2 separate regions of the Xenopus laevis genome follow, and region 2 is linked to region 1. Evidence: chromatin contacts called from public Hi-C data. All regions are on one chromosome and are shown on one strand. Each heading gives the region's core, a stretch centred on a gene start, on an enhancer-like site or on the middle of the called end of the contact. The rest is flanking DNA. Distances are from core to core; before and after follow the strand shown.

Region 1 (4,794 bases), core at 916-3,415:
CTTGTGTGTGCCATTCTCTGCTTGCCCAGAGTTGCTTGTTTGTGCCATTCTCTGCTTACTCAGTGCTGCTTGGGTGTGCCATTCTCTGCTTGCGCAGTGCTGTTTGGGTGTGCAATTCTCTGCTTGCCCAGTGCTGCTTGGGTGTGCCATTCTCTGCTTGCCCTATGCTACCTGTGAAATGTAAGCCTGTAAGGGGTTTATTCTTGGGGTTATTAGCATTTGGAAATTGTTGTTAAGGGCCCCTAAAGTGTTTAATCATGTGTTGGGAGGTTGTTGTATTATCCACAGGGGAGGATGAGGCATATGGATTTAAGGGTTGTTATAACATAAAATAAAGACATTTTTCAATTGCTTTTCATCTCAATTTAAGTTTAAAGTTTAATTTTCCTGTCTCCGGATTCAGTCTGGCAGCTCAGTAATTTAGGTGCAGATTTTGAACTGTAACAATTTGCTACATTAGCTGATACATTTCTCAGCAGTATCTCTGGAGTATTAGCAACTATTGTATCAATTCTAACAGCTGCCTTTAATATAACTAAGGGATTCTCCTCAGCAGGGACAAAGATAAGAAATGTATCCACTACTAAATGTATCAATTTAGATCAGTTACAGAGTCAGTGACCCCCTTCTCCCAGAGCTGCTTCAGAAAGACATAAAAAGGTGAAAAATGAAAGTTTACACTTTATTATTAGAAAAATGGTCACAAATAGAAAACAGAAAGTATGTTGAAAAAGTCATTTCTGGTGGACAATCTGAAAACAAGGGAACTGAAAAAAGTGTTGGAAGATGAACAACCCCTTTAAATATTTATGAATATCTACAGTCAAACATTATGAATGTGCTTCTAGGGGCCCCGAAAGGCAACAGTACAACCAGACACAGACTGGCTGTAACATTGGATTCATCTTATAAAATTCCACTCAACAGCATATTATTATTACTGTGCATTAATATACAATAGAACCCCTATTATATTTTTTTCTGGGGACCAGGAAAACAATGTAGCATTCAGGGAAATGTGTTAAAGCAAATTATTCCTCAAAATATTCAAATACAATATTTACTGTGTTAATGACAAGAGGTTAAAGTTGAAGGAAAGGGTAAAACGAAGTAAGCTTTATCAGAAAGGCCTATATAAATACACCAGTAAACCCTCAAGGTAATGCTGCTCTGAGTCCTTGACAAAAGAAACACTGCATTTCTTTCTTTCTATCGTGTACACATGGGCTTCTGTATCAGACGTTCTGTTTTCAGCATAAACCTCCAGGGCTAGGGCTTGAGCATGCTCCGTTTGCTCCTCCTTGCTGTAAATTGAGCCCAGGGCTATGAGTGAGCAGGGAGAGTCTCAGGCACGAAATGATGTCACACCAAGCAAATATGGCAGCTGTTATCCTAAACAAACAGAGAGAGCTGTTTACTCAGGTATGGTGAAGCATTCTAATGAATAAATATAGTGTTCTAGCTTGCACTATTGTGGCTAATCTATTCGGCAATAAACGGTCTGGTAGCTTTCCTTCTCCTTTTTAAGCATTGCAGCATTAATATTACACTATGGGGAGGGGACTGACCCCATCTAAAAACAAATGCTCAGTAAGGCTACAAATGCATTGTTATTGCTACTTTTTATTATTCATCTTTCTTTTCAGGTCCCCTCTTATTCATATTCCAGTCTCATTCAAATCAATGTATGGTTGCTAGGGTAACTTGAACCCTAGCAACCAGATTGCTTAAATAGAAATCTCGAGAGCTGTTGAATAAAAAGCTAAATAACCCAAAACCCACAAATAATAAAAAATGAAAACCAATTTGCAAATAATCTCAGAATGGTGGGGTCTGTTTAGGCCTCTGTGTCAATGCCAGGGCCTATTGGAAATCCCAATCTGGGCCTGGTTGGGGCTAATAGCACCATGCATCTGAAGTAAACATTGCAATGGGAAGGAACCACTTTTTTACTACACTGTTTATATCAAGCACCGCGAGGAAATACTATGCACTGAACTCTGTCCTGCTAGTACAGCTGAATCCATCTCAATGGAACTCTGCTGCTGCTGCAATATCCGCCGTCCGGCTGCAGTGACACACATTGGACACCAGAGGGAGCGCTATCCGTCCGGAACCTTTGCAAGAGCAGCTGCGAGAAAGGGGAATGGTTTGCGGGGAGGACAGGATATCTTTGTAAAAGACGGACGGGGGTCAGACAGTGAGCCTGTCATGTGTAAGCTTAACCATTTGTGAGAAACGCTGTATGGCGTGAGTTTGCATAACAGTGTAAATGTTAGTTAGTTAGTTAGTTAGTTAGTTAGTTAGACCTTTGCTCATATGTTTGACGTGAGTTCATGATTGAAAGCTAGTGGTTGAGGCTTCTGAGAAAATCAAATACCTTCAGGATCGGAGTCCCTGGATAATAGTGCTGGAGGTGTGCCCTTGGGTCAATGTTTTATTAGAGGGTCCTTGGATATAGTTTGTGTTGTGTGTGTGTAAATATAGGGGTCCTGGCTGAAAGCGTGTGGGGTACGTGCATTACACGACTTAAAGGGGGTGCTTCACCTTTGTATAAACTTTTAGTAGGCTATAGTGAGTGATATTCTGACATAATTTGCAATTGGTTTTAATTGTTTATTATTTGTGGTTTTTGAGTTATTTAGCTTTTTATTCAGCAGCTCTCCAGTTTGCAATATCCGCAATCTGGTTGCTAGGGTCCAAATTCCCCTAGCAACCTTACATTGATTTGAATGAGAGACTGGAATATGAATAGGAGAGGGGGGGGTCTGAATAGAAAGGTGAGTAATAAAAAGTAACAATACATTTGTAGCCTTACAGAGCATTTGTTTTTAGATGGGGTCAGCCGTTTGATAGCTGGAGGAAGAAGGCAAATAATTAAACATGATACAACCAATTGAAAAGTTGCTTAGAATTGGCCAATCTATAACATACTAAAAGTTAACCAAAAGGTGAACCACTGCTTTAAGGGACTCACTTATCATACAATGCTTTTTAATTCTGGCTGGGATGATTATAAACAGCTCTAGAGACTCTTACCTGTGATGACAGACTATATTTACATGATCTTGTTGTTCCATTTGATTCCTGCTTCTATTTTTTTTGCAGCAAGTGATTATGTAGGTAATATAGTCCAATTTGAAAGATAAAACTGACCTTGAAAGCATTGTACTGAGGGTTAATATAACACCATTGGTATATAAATTGGCATTTTATGCCAGTTTTCTGTGTGTTTTTGGCTTAACATACATGTTAATGTATTCTAATACCCTATATGACAAAGGCACTACGTTTGCCCATGTGCAGTAAACAATGGCAACCAATAAGAGGTTTGCTTTTAAACAGGTGAGCAGTAAATGTTACCTTGTCTTGCAGGGAGAGATTCCTGATCCTGAACTGACCAAATTACTTCCTCCTCCACTATGTGGCTTACACGGCTAACCTCACGCTTTGCTTCAGCTACAAGACTTGCAGGTAACAACAAAGTACCATGGCAGATTGTCTACAGCCAGGACTTAACATACTGTATATAGAGTTCTATTTGCAATAGGGAATTCATGCTTTTTTATTCTTCATAGCACCATGAAATTCAGGAGTGAATCTAGGCAACCAACTGCAGCTGTATTATATTTAAGAACTCAAAATTCACTTTTTGTGCTGCATTTCACTGTGGTCTGAAGATGTAAAGGAGCAATGTTAATGTTCTGACACCCCAACCAAGCAACCTCAATAAGAGCTGTTTGTATATAACAGTAAAAACTGTTCTGCACATATATGTTTTCATTTGTCTATGTTTCGACAGAGACTGAGTGAGGCTGAAATATAATTTGAGGTCTTTCTGAAGCCACCTTGTTCTAAGGGCTGTAAAGGTTACAGTAAAAAAGTCTGTGTTATTCTGCATGTTATAGAAACTTGGAATTTGACAGCAGAATAGAAGCAATAGGTGTATTTAGACTGCTCATTAAATGCTTTGCTCTGCTTATAGGTTTTTAAATTTGCAAGAAAAGAAAATGACTGTAAACCTTTTAATTTGTTATTTATTTCTTATGGAGGAGCACTGAAAGGAAACTGAATTTAACATTGAACTTTTTAACCACAGCCATGGTGTGCCAGTGCTTTTATATGGAATTTATTTGGTTGACTGCAGGCAAAATTAAATATATCTTTTTATATATCTTTCTAGGATGCCTCGTACCACGGAGTTGCTCAGCGTTTGTGAACCGCAAAATTCTTTGTGCGGGTTACAGCTCTCAACTGACTCAGAGACAGCAGGTTCCCCCACATAACTGGTTGAGCTTTGAACCAGAGCTCGATGACATTCTGGTACCACGCATGATGTCCGTAAGCCCTTTGGAAAGTTTACTTACTAGCCGCTACTCTCTGCCCAAGCCTGAGGCTGTACATTCTCAAATAGAGCCACAGGAGCAAGATAATTCCTATACATGCCCCACACATCAGGATGATAAAGATATTGATGAGAACACAGACCAGCAGAATATAGTGCAATGTAAGAATGTCCTGAAGATTCGAAGGAGAAAGATGAACAAACACAAATACAAAAAGCTGCAGAAGCGCATGAAATTTTTAAAACGTAAGATACAAGATGGACGGAGGCGCAGGCGACAGGTATGGAGCTGTAAATGTAGATAAATATAATGCAACACAATCACATGGTTATGTTTGTCATTAAACAATCCATTCCCATTTGAAACATCTCTATTGCTGTAATACTGTATATGCCTTCAGAGATTACCGTTATATAAATGTTTATATTTCTTTCACAGAAAAGACTGG
Region 2 (4,794 bases), core at 1,105-3,604, 70 kb after region 1:
CAATACAATAGAAGGTGAAAGATCGGAGCTCAGGTAAGTTGATTCAAGTGTAGTCCAACACAAACATTTTCATGCATGTTTTATTACTATCTATACTTATATAGCACTGACATATGCTGCAGAGATTATACATTGTTTACATTAGCCTTTACCCTAGTGGAGTTTAGAATCAAAGTCCCTCACACATTCACAATTATCAGAAGCCAATTAACTTGCCTGTATAAAACCAAGGACCCAAACATTACAAGGCAGTAATTGCACCACCATTCTGATATCATAAACCTTGCTCGATATACTTTACACCTGCAGGCTCCCTAAAATCCCTGCCCTATTCTATTTTTTTGTGTTGAGTGGAACTGTAAAATAGTTTTTGAAAATCTGCTTTTCTAGCTAGTGGCCTGAAATGTATCCTTAATTATAATGCCAATCATGCTAGTAACCATTCAGGAATGTTATTACCTAATCCAGACTGTTCTCTAGATGTTGATAGTAACTAGACATTCCTTCATTGCTGGTGGAATTATAACAATGAATAAACCATCTGGTGAACAACTGAAAAATTTTTTTATTATACAGGAGTTACGCTGTAATTATACTCTTGTTAGCGGATAATTTTACAGTATATGTGCTGAAATCAAAATTTACTAAAGTGCCAGCACTTTTTACTGTGCACAAATGTTGAAATAACTGTATTTTAAACTGGAATAGCACCTTTTTATGGCAATCCAAATCAGAAACACCAATAACCTATGCATAATATGACTACCATTTGATGAGATTGTAGGTATGTGCTAGCCTTGGCTTGGTCTGTTGCTCATATGAAAGCCTTCTGAATCTCTTAATGCGATAGAAAATAACAGAACACCATTACATTAGAGCTTGTATAAAATACTAAATGGGATAATAGGAATTGTAAATCAGTTGCCAATTTATCCATACTTAAATCGGTGGTTCACCTTTAAGTTAACTTTTAATATGCTAATTCTAAGCAACATTTCAATTGGCCTACATGTTTTCATTTCATTTCAGTTACCAATGGATCCAGATTTATTTGCTTTAAGGGGTGGTTCACCTTTAAATTAACTTTAAATATACTATAGAATGGCTAATTCTAAGCAACTTTTCAATTGCCATTTATTTTTACTTTTGACTTTTTATGGTTCTTCTTATGGTTCTTTATGGACTATTTTCAGCTTTTAAATGGGGGTCAGCGACCCCATTTAAAAACAAATGTTCTGTAAGGCTGCAAATGTATTGTTATTACTACTTTGTATACCAATCTTTCTATTCAGGCCCTCTACTATTCATATTCCAGTCTCTTTTTCAAACAAACGCATGGTTGCTAGGGTATTCTGGACCCTAGTAACTAGATTGCTGAAATTGAAAACTGGAAAGCTGCTGAATAAAAAGTTAAATAACCACAAATAATTAAAAATAAAAACAAATTGTAAATTGCCTTAAAATTTAACTCTCTAGCCTATATCATTTTAAAAGTTAATTTAAAGGTGAACAATCCCTTTAATCCTAGCTGGTTGGTGATATGCTTTCACATATCTGTGTCTCATTTAAAAAGTACAAAATAGAACCCCTAACACTCAGCTAAAGCCAGGCTTCAGCAATCTGAGATACGCAAGATCATCCATATAAAACTGTTAGGGTAATAAAAGTTGCATTGTTTGCCCCAGGTCGAGTAGCCTTTAGCAACCAAATACTAGGGATGTAGCGAACTGTTCGCCGGCGAACTAGTTCGCGCGAACTTCGACTGTTCGCGTCCGCCGCAAGTTCGCGAACGTCGCGCGACGTTCGCCAATAGGCGTTCGCGTCAAAATCGTTCGACCATTCGACCATTCGATCGCTAAAATCGAACGATTTTCGTTCGATTCGAACGAAAATCGTTCGATCGAACGATTAAAATCCTTCGATCGTTCGAATCGAACGATTTTCGGATGTTCGAAGTTCGCGAACAGTTCGCGAACTGTTCGCATTTTTTGCCGGTGTTCGCGAACGGCGTTCGCGAACACATACTCGGCGGTTCGCTACATCCCTACCAAATACCCGTTGAATAACTGTGGGACATATATTAATGAAAATAGGTGCCACAGTAATCCATTACAAAGATTGCTGTCAAAGACAATGTATATTAATGTATCCACAGATCCAGATTGTGAAACTATCTTATTTGCTTAGTAAACAAAACAGATGCTAGATAGCTGTTTAATATTCAGGTCAGACAGATACTGCAGATTGCATAGGTTTCTATGCAATTGTGTAACAATTCAATTGAATCATGCAGGGTCTGTATGAAAGGATGATATAACAACCCTGCTCTTTTAAAAACTAACCCAATGGACTAGCCAGATTAGTAGTTGATTGAGATGTTGATGGTGTGTTCATTCATCTGTATGCATGAGAGCAGAGATACACAGTACGCTGCAGGAAGATGCTCGTCCTGTTTGTTCTAAACAATCAAAAGTAGTAAGGGATCAAACCATAATTCTTTACTACAAATACAAAAAATCAAACCTATCCATAAGATATTTCATTTCTAGCTTAATCTACACAGGCTATTATTTTGTGCTGCCTTGTGGGTATTTGAAGGTAGAAGACATATTAATTTAAGTGCATTCCATGTAGATGCAACAAGCCTTGTTTTTACTGGCATTTAAATTCTACATTGCTTGCTTTCCACAATCACAAGTCTATACTTTTCTTTACTTTTTGCGGTAATGGTGTAAGCATACTGTACCAACCTCCCACCCCTTAATTTTACCACAAAAATCTTAGAGGGTCACATCTGTAATAACATGTTATGGATATACTCCGCCATATTGTACAGCTGGGCAAGGAAAAGCAAGGCATGACAAACATTTAAAAACAACTTGCTAGTATGAATTTATAGCTAATTTACAGGCTATTTATATCCAGTCATTACCACCTATATTATAGAAATAACTTTTTTAAAGGAACATATATGAAATAGAATTTCACACCACAAACAAGCAATCTGGCCCAGATAAGCACAGTTGTTTCTTTTTTCCGCTAGTCAACTGTGTGACGGCCTGATGTATATCGTTATTTTGGTCTGGTGCAGCTCTAGCCACTGAAACTCAGAAGGCCCCTTTGGCAATGCGCAAATGTGATGTAATACACACTCTCATTATACTCACTTTCAGTTGCACGTGGGCCAGCAGGTACCGCCAACATGCTGGTTTAAAACTTAACTCATGCCCTAACCTGCAAAATGTTGCCTTTGGAGGAGTGTTCTTCCTCAGCACCCAACCCTAACCGTCATTGGTTTGCCAAATTTAAACTTGAACCCACCCAACCGGTGGTCAACCTACAGGTTACCTCGAGTTTTCCATCAACCTGCACGTCACTAAAAGGGAAGTCGGGGGTTATTATTAAACAAGCTTAAATGAAAGTACTAAAGTGACAGAGAGGGGAGATATACTTTTGTTAGTAAGAAAAACCATAAGAAAATCTTACTAAATGGTTAAAATGTTTTAGAAAATAGTAAAATGGCAAAGAAAAGACTGTGTCTCACTACTGACCAACATGGGGACTTTGACCTGCTCCCAGGCCCGTACTGGCAATCTGTGGGTTCTGGCAAATACCAGAGGGGCTTCTGTAAGATGTCATAGATACTCACTATCTATTGGGCTGATCGGGGGCTTTTTGGGCCTCTATGTTCTTGAAATGCCAGGGCTTATTTTGATTCTCAGTCCAGACCTGCCTGCTCCGTTTCCAACCTGGATCAGTTCATACCTCCCAACATTTTGGAAGTAAAAAGAAGGACAAAAATTTTTTTTGCACATAGTACAGCTATTTTTTGACCACACCACTATCTGTGGCCCCTTATTACCATGTTCATTTTACAAAATTTGGCCGGTTATGAAATATTTCTCCTTATCTAAACTGTTTTTTTGTCTCTCAAAATTGTTACAAAGTATCTTATTTGCACCTGTTAGCTGTTCTGTGCTTTCTGCTAAAAGCCAATTAAGTGAGAAACTTTATTTCTTTTTCTGCCTGTTCAGTGCAGAGAAAATAGTACAATAGTAGTACAAATGGACTGCAGGTTGAGCTGTCAAAAGAGGGACTGTCCCACCGAAAAAAAGGACAGTTAGGAGGTATGATCAGTTAGCCATCTTTAGATAACCTGGTGATCCCAAGCTCCCCCAGGAACACCATATTGATACTGAACTTAGTGCAGACACCAAATTGACATGGCTCTGGGCAGACTAGAACTCCTGGACTCAAGCAATCCTCCAGTCTAAGCCTCCCAAACAGCAGGATTACAGGTACAAGCCACTGTGTCCAGCAGGAGCAACTGAAACTAGTACCTCAGACATATAGGCATGGGTTATTTCATTGTGCTCATTGAGAGACTCCTGCTGACCAAACGATGAATTGCAGAGCATTGTGCGTGAGTGAAACAAAGAATACTGTCTATAGTGATTTTACATTTGGTCTCCCAACAGGGAAAAACTGAAAATAGACATGTATAATCTACAGTATACTTGTGTTCAACTGGCCCATATTGTACATTTTTTTCTTATAATACACAAGAGCCATGAATATCCTGTAAATTATATCCTTATAAACAGTGAGTTATGATGTCATCAGTTATAAAAGGTGAGTTCTGATGTCATTTCTGTCACATGACTCACTGAAACGTGTGTATTATAATAAATAAAGTACCCCAGTTGCAAAACATGAGGATATTAGAAGTTACCTTGGAGTTCCATGACCTTCTGCCTCATGTTTTTATATGGTCATGAAACTCCACGGTAACTT

What was found. A called contact is a pair of places that touch in the nucleus more often than the background predicts.
Region 2: a Hi-C map of animal cap shows a contact between it and region 1, with 4 times the contacts expected there. The contact joins the enhancer-like site here to the promoter of aurkaip1.L in region 1. A contact is called at or near these places in 3 of 4 Hi-C or Micro-C datasets (the XL177 cell line, the XTC cell line and animal cap).

Annotation. Positions count from the first base shown.
Region 1 is chr7L:96,637,788-96,642,581 of Xenopus_laevis_v10.1, forward strand. It overlaps aurkaip1.L (aurora kinase A interacting protein 1 L homeolog), which reads left to right and starts at 2,166. Exons shown (of 4, transcript NM_001096818.1): 1 at 2,166-2,215; 2 at 3,376-3,474; 3 at 4,184-4,626. The coding sequence starts at 3,423.
Region 2 is chr7L:96,707,992-96,712,785 of Xenopus_laevis_v10.1, forward strand. No RefSeq gene overlaps it. Among protein-coding and RNA genes, the nearest start is that of dvl1.L, 19 kb to the right of the region's middle. Within about 2 kb of position 2,355, at least 1 of the 7 cell types and tissues checked has an H3K27ac peak or open chromatin away from gene starts, as enhancers often do. A contact at or near this core is called in animal cap, where this site is marked.